2 separate regions of the Mus musculus genome follow, and region 2 is linked to region 1. Evidence: chromatin contacts called from public HiChIP or PLAC-seq data. All regions are on one chromosome and are shown on one strand. The core of a region is the stretch at or near the end of the contact, and the rest is flanking DNA. Distances in the headings are between cores, read along the strand shown. Region 1 overlaps Fhl2 (four and a half LIM domains 2). Region 2 has its middle 49 kb from the start of Nck2.

What was found. HiChIP or PLAC-seq counts read pairs in DNA pulled down with a chosen protein or histone mark.
Region 2: a contact with region 1 is called in a FOXA1 HiChIP or PLAC-seq map of pancreatic cancer cells. The contact joins two enhancer-like sites. A contact is called at or near these places in 2 of 484 Hi-C or Micro-C datasets (embryonic stem cells and nephron progenitors) and 1 of 115 datasets of contacts at active chromatin or transcription factors (pancreatic cancer cells).

Annotation. Positions count from the first base shown.
Region 1 is chr1:43,140,469-43,144,081 of GRCm38.p6, reverse strand. It overlaps Fhl2 (four and a half LIM domains 2), which reads left to right. Exons shown (of 6, transcript NM_010212.4): 3 at 2,210-2,384. Among named protein-coding and RNA genes, the nearest start is that of Fhl2, 22 kb to the left of the region's middle. Within about 2 kb of position 2,166, at least 51 of the 459 cell types and tissues checked have an H3K27ac peak or open chromatin away from gene starts, as enhancers often do. A contact at or near this core is called in pancreatic cancer cells, where this site is marked.
Region 2 is chr1:43,394,978-43,398,234 of GRCm38.p6, reverse strand. No RefSeq gene overlaps it. Among named protein-coding and RNA genes, the nearest start is that of Nck2, 49 kb to the left of the region's middle. Within about 2 kb of position 1,579, at least 23 of the 459 cell types and tissues checked have an H3K27ac peak or open chromatin away from gene starts, as enhancers often do. A contact at or near this core is called in pancreatic cancer cells, where this site is marked.

The DNA.
Region 1 (3,613 bases), core at 917-3,416:
ATTGCTGAGGAAGTCTGGAAACTGTTGTTAACCCATCGTCCTTGCCTTAGACTAGGTGTTGGGGCAGCTTCTGAGGCCTGGACTTGCCTGGACTTGCCCATTTCTTGGAAACAAATATGTATGACTAGTCTCCTTTACTGCTAGTTTGAAGCCTGTCATAGAATCAGCCTAGTGTTCTCAATTTCTGTCAGAAAGGTTTAAGAATGATCAATATGTACTATGTTATCTATGTTGAGTGTGTGCATGCACAAGAGAGACAGGTGAGTTCGGAAGGCCTCAGGAAACGTGCACTGAGAGCCACGTTCACGAGAGGACAGCAGGGATGGCTCTGTCTGACTCTTCATAGACTTTCTGTGATCTCTGCATGCCTGACTTGGCTCTCTGAGTGGGATGGGCCATGTCCATCTAGAGGACATGACAGTGTTCATATTTAAGGTCAAACTTTCAAGTGTCAAATGACTGTCAGCTAGGCAGTCTTTAACCACAGCTGTGTTTTTGTTGTAGAAATGTTCTGAGTTTCCGTAAAACCTTAGACCAATTAGAGCATTCAGCTGGTTTCTCTGCAAATGTCTCATAACACCAATGCAAAGGACTCTGTCCTTCTCGATAGTCTGTGTGGGACTGGTGACATCTGGTGGCACACTCTCTGCCTCCAGCCTACAGTTCTGAGATGTGAGAGCTGAGCTCTTCTCATCGCCATGCATTTGCTCTACCATCATGGCTTCTAATCCCCCAAAACTTTAAGCCCAATTAAATACTTTATGTTATCTTGATTGTGGTGTTCTGTCACAGCGAAAAGTAACAAAATTGTGCAGCTTTTCTCCTTGCTAGCTAAAAGTGACCCCTTGGTGTGTGCAGTGCCCACTCCCTGAGCAGAGTTGCTGCCAGGTGACAGTAGGCCACCTTACAAGAAAGGCTTCTGACTTCTCTCTTTCACTTCTGTCCAATGGTGGGTGGCCGTGGAAAGCAATCTGTAGCCTTTCCACCGAAAACCCTCATTAGTGGGATGACGTATTACAGCGGAAGGCCAGCTAACTTCTGAAAAAGCTGGCCCTTTTCAACGCCCATCTGGTATGGTTCAGTGAGTGGAAACCATACCACAGCCTGACTTGGGTACATGCCAGCTGTGTGACTGTGGAGAAGCTTAGAAGTGTCTCTGAGCTTCAGTACTAACTATATTTCAGGGCTATGCAGTATCGTGAGCTTACAACATGGTCCTAATTACCATCATTCACCGTGCAAATATCTGCCGTTTATTTTCTGTTTGTTTTATTTTGTCTGCTACTTGGGCCCCATAAGGGGTTTAAGTTTAAAAATGGGGAATATGTATGGAAAGAGTCCAGGTTATACCTAATCCCAAATGATACCAATATATGTATATGACATATCATATAATGATAATGTACACATTGCATGAGCTTAGCAGTTTGTAGTGACTTAACACACCGACAGGTGGTCTCAAATTAAAGCAGATTATATTGCATTTCACTTATCAAAATATACAACGAAGTACATATGATCTCCCCACCAAATTTTTTTTTCTTCTAAAATTACTTTCAGTATTTAACCTTCAAAAGACAGGTTTAGGTTTCTGCTCTCTCACTGCCTACTCTCATCATACTTAGACTTACGGGAGTCCAGCATGTGTGTCAGCCATGTCTCTGATCCATCTCTTCAAAGGACCAACCCACTGACATGGAGAGAACTGGGTTCAGAGGAACGTGAACCTCTCAGAAACAAGGCCTCCTAGTTCAGTGTCTAAGTTAGGGTTTCTCATGCTGTGAGAAAACAGCAAGACCAAAAGAGACATCCAAAGGAGAGGCTTGTTTCAGCTTACAACTCTCAGCCCACACTCCATCACTAAAGGAGGTCAGAGCAGGAACAGGGAGGCAGTAACAGATACAGAGGCAGAGGAGAAGAGCTGATTGCTGGCTTGTCACTTCCGCGTGGCTTGCTTAGCCTGCTTTTTAAATAGCACACAGGACCACCAGCCCATAGTAAGTTGGTCTCTCCCATATCAATCACCAATCAAGAAAATACAGCACAGGCTTGTCCACAGGCAAATCTGCCGTCCTTCCTCGCCCTCCCCCTCCCTCTCTTACCCACCCACTCCAGCAATGTAGTGCACCAAGGCCCCTGTGCTCTGAGTCAGACAGTAGTGTCACCTCTCCTGTCCCGCCTCTGACGATTTGTGTGTCTGCCTCTCTAGGACTTGTCCTACAAGGATCGGCACTGGCATGAAGGCTGCTTCCATTGCTCCCGGTGTGGAAGCTCGCTGGTGGACAAGCCCTTTGCTGCCAAGGAGGAACAGCTGCTGTGCACCGACTGCTATTCCAATGAATACTCGTCCAAGTGCCAGGAATGCAAGAAAACCATCATGCCAGGTCAGAACGCATGCCTTTATCATTCGCATGTGGCACTGAGCCAGGTCAGCGATGGACTGTGGGGTGGGACTCTCAGTTGTCCAGAGACAGACACTGGTGTTGATACTTCAGTGCTGGGCCCTGAACACAGGATATGTTAATCGATCTCAGATGCAGGGGTGTGACTGGGAGAGGATGTCGCACGCCTTTGATCCCAGCACTTGGTAGGCAGAAGCAGGCAGAGTTTGGTCTACAGAGCAAGTTCCAGGACATCCAAGGCCTGTCTCAACCCCTACCCCTCAAAAGGTGGGGGGTGGGAGAGGAGTGAGGTGTATCATTAAGAGAAGTGGAATTCCTGTTCGGTCAGCCTTTGATATCTCAGGAATTGGGTTCAGCTACCAACACCCACAGGTTCTCAAGCACCCTATGCAGAATGCCTCCTTCTTATATAAAACATTTCCACAAATATTTAAAATAATCTGCAAGTGGTGTATGAACACTGTTATGCTGTGTGGTGTAATGACAGACGTCTGTATACGTTCTCTAGTGGATATAATTATTTTCTTTGGGGACTCTTGATCTGCGGTTGGTTGGCCAAAGATATACAGCAGCTTGTGGCTAGAGAGAACTAGCCAGAAAAGGAATGCCAGCAATTCCCTGGAAATGCGTCTCTTCCCCTGCCTCGCTCGCTTCTCCCAGTACACGTGCTTTCTTGATCTGCTCTGCTTGCTGAATTTACACTCGGTTATTTCAACAACTATGATTTGTGCTCTGGTGTGCCAGGATGGGCCAGGAGTTGCATGTTGCTTAGCTTCACCCTCTGCCTGACCTCATGACGTTATGTCCTAGATAGACAGACATCAAAAAAGGACAGAACCACAACTGGGTTAAGAACTATACGCAATGATACTATGTCTCTTTTTTTACCTGAAGAAGATGAGTCCCCCCCTGTCTCTCTCTGTCTCTCTCTCTCTGTGTCTCTCTGTCTGTCTATGTCTCTCTCTGTTTCTCTGTCTCTCCCTGTCTCTCCTCTCATCTTGACTTTATATAGGACAAAGGAATCTCTTATTTGTAAAAAGTGAGTGATATCGGGGCGTGGTAGTGCATGCCTTTAATCCCAGCACTTGAGAGGCAGAGTTTGAGGCCAGCCTGGTCTACAGAGTGAGTTCCAGGACAGCCAGAACTATACAGAGAAACCCTGTCTCGAAAAACCAAAAAACCAAACCAAAACAAAACAAAACAAAAAAAGT
Region 2 (3,257 bases), core at 330-2,829, 250 kb before region 1:
CCTCTGCCTCACAAGCACTGGGATTATAAAGGTGTGCACCACCATGTCTAGCATAGGATGTGTTCTTTAATATGAGTCTACAATGTGACCATTGTCTTTATAAGATGAGGAAATTGGAGCACAGACAAGCACAGGAAGAAGATGGCCACCAAACACTAGTGGAGAGAGAGGCTTCTATGATGGCTAACCTTGACTATCCACTAGGCATCTACAACACAAGCATCAGGGACTTTCCAAAAAGATATAACTAGTCAGAGAAGACTGACCTTGAATGTGGGTACCATTCCATAAACTAAGGTCTCAACCTGAATAGAAAGGAAAAAGAGAGCTGGCCAGTGTGTCCATCTCTCTGCTGTCTTCTGGGGAGTTCACATGACCAGCTGCTTCATCCTGCAGTTATCCCAGCTCCCTCACTCATGATGGACTGTACTCACAGACTGGGAGACATGATCAACCCTTCTTTCCTTGGTTTGTTTTGCCATGTGTGGCAGTTTGTCACTGCCACGAGGAACGTAAACAGTATAGCCCCAGAGATACCAATCATTTTGAAGTTATGATCCAGGTCTCGAAAGCCACTAAAACAGCAACACAATAAATTTTGGCCATATAAACCATCAGTCTGGCTTTTACACTTGCAGTATTTTTGAGCCTTCTATTTGATTTGAAAAAAAATTAAAAGTTCATTCCCTGGAGTCCAGGATAACACTAAAGATAACAAACCTTGGCTTTTAATAACGAAGAAGGAGCCTTGGGTTGCAGCTTCATATTATTTAGCTTCTTCAATAATTGAAATAGGAGGCTACCACCAAGAGGAAACCACTGGCAGGATGTATTCATTCATTAATGATACCTGTTATGGGCTTTCTGTATGCCAAGAGCATCAAATAAAAGCCACAGGGAGTCAGCTGGCCCATTTGCAAAGTGCAAAGCTGTTGCATCCACCAACTGGAGTCACGCAACAGAAGGGCAGGCCAGAGAGTATCCAGGCAGCTAGCCAGGAGATACCTGGCTATTAAGATGTAGAGGACATTGGACTTTCCCTGCAACCTTGTAACTAAAATTAATGAGCAGAAATTTCTAAAGCGGATTTTAGATCAATTTTGGAGGACTTGTCAAATTTTCAAGGTCTACAGAACTGAAGTTGCCTTCCAGTAAGAGTAAGTATGCTTGTAAAGAATAGTGTATTGTTTTGGTGGGGATGTTCTACAGGATCAGGTGTCATGAGGAAAGCTTTGCAACCTGGTCCTTCTGCCATGCTGGAGGACAATTAATTTTGCAATGGTGTGATAGAAAGATGGGTGTAGGAAAGCTTCTTAGGACATCGTAGAAATAACTTCGTACTATAGATCTTTGTGTGGCTCTGTCAGGGTAGAGAAAAGGAAGAACAAGTCACAGTTCAGACAGAGACTGGTCTGTCCTTTCTGGACAGCTACTCTGCGAGCTTCCTTGTGAAACTTGACTGTGCAGACTCAGTGACTTTGTTCTCCCTGGAATGTGGCCTCGCTCAGTCAGTGGAGAGCACAGCAGGAGACGGGAAGGAGGGGGAAATGGCATTTACTCCCAATTCTCTTCAACCACATGGCTTCTCTCAAAGTGGCCTCCTCTAGCAATTCTCCTCTTTCCACATTCATGCTAATCCCAGGCTTTGGGGTAGCCACTGTTGCAGCCTGAACCCTTTGAACAACAGCAGTCACTCTCCTGCCCCTGTGCCCTATCATCAAAAGAGTCTTTTCATGAAGTGACCTTCCTGAGTGACTTCAGTTGATGGTGTCATCTGTTTTCTTTCTTGTTCTCCATGATCCACACAAGCTGCATGGTTGGGTTGGGTCAGTGGCAAATTGCACTCTGGCATTTGGTTAGTGACACATTTTCTACAGATTGGTGCATTTCAACATTTGTATTACAGTGAGATAGGACGCTGTTTTTTTGTGTGGCCAAGAGGAGCCAAGATCTCCCAACCTGTTTGTCTTTTCCCTAAAATTCCATTAACAGGAAGGATTTCAAGAGTGAGACTCAGTTTGAAAATCTCTGTCACACATATAGGGATATAGAAAATCTGAAATAAAGAAAACTCTCCTGATTTTAATTGTGGGTTTAAAAGAACTCCCAGACTCTTACTCAGTCTTTGTGTAAACCACAAGTAACCTGAGTTTGGCCAATCCTGTGCACTATGATATCATAGCATAACATAAATGGAGTATTGGCACCATTCCATTTAGCTTAATAAGTCTGCACAACTAACAAGGTAGTGTGGGTTGGTGTCTAAAAACATCTATTCTGCTGCCTAAATTATTCAGGTAATCTGTATTAATCGAATCAGCTGGATAGTGGCCAAATCTCCACTTCTCTATGTATCACCCAGGGCCAAGAATGAATGTTAAAGAGGAGTGGGTAGGGGTTCAAATTTCATCCTCATAAAGATGCTCTAGGACACAGCCTCTCACAAAAATGTCTGAAGCCTGTAGGTGTCTGCAGGGAAATTCTTTTTCTGGTGGCTCTTTGATCTGTGATCCTGACAACCTGTGCACCTCAAAGCTTCAAAGCACAGGGACTTTGGTAGGAGTTAACTCTAGAAAGTAAGGAGGGACTAAATTGTGTGAATCCAAAATTGTTTACTTCCCAGTGTTGGGTCTATCGTTTCCAAGATACTCTCATCAAAATCAGATGCATAGCCAAGCTCCAAATCTACTACCCAATATGAAGAAAAGATGTTCTGCCAAGTGTAACGATAGATAGGGGCTGATATATTAGCACCTGCATTCAGAGAGGAGGCCAGGCAGAACCCAAAACAGCTAGAAAGAGCAGATGCCAAGGAATGGGTAAAATAAAAACACTTGTTTAGGGGGCAGAGTCTACACTATCTGAGTATTTGGGACTGAATTGTGTCTGATGTCTAGAGAAAAACCAAAAGGAAGTTCTGACTAGCAGAGCCCAGCACTGGTGCAGTATGGAGTTCTGCCAGAGCATGGGGTCATGGAGCCCCACACCTGTTGTTGTCCTCTGAGTTCCAGGTCAGCAGCAGGGATAGTGGGCTCCAAGTTACTCTGGGAAATGAGCTACAGTTCTGCCCACTCTAAGATTCCAGGTCTGCTCTTTTCTTTTTTTTTTTTTTCTCAGCAGAAAAATGATTAAGAGGAGAATGGTTACGAACCTCAGAAGACTCAGACGAGCTGGTGTGGCCACTACTGAAGAGTAAAGATTAATGGCGCCATCTTTATGGAAGAACGTTTGATGCAATGAACCATGGCAAGGAGCTT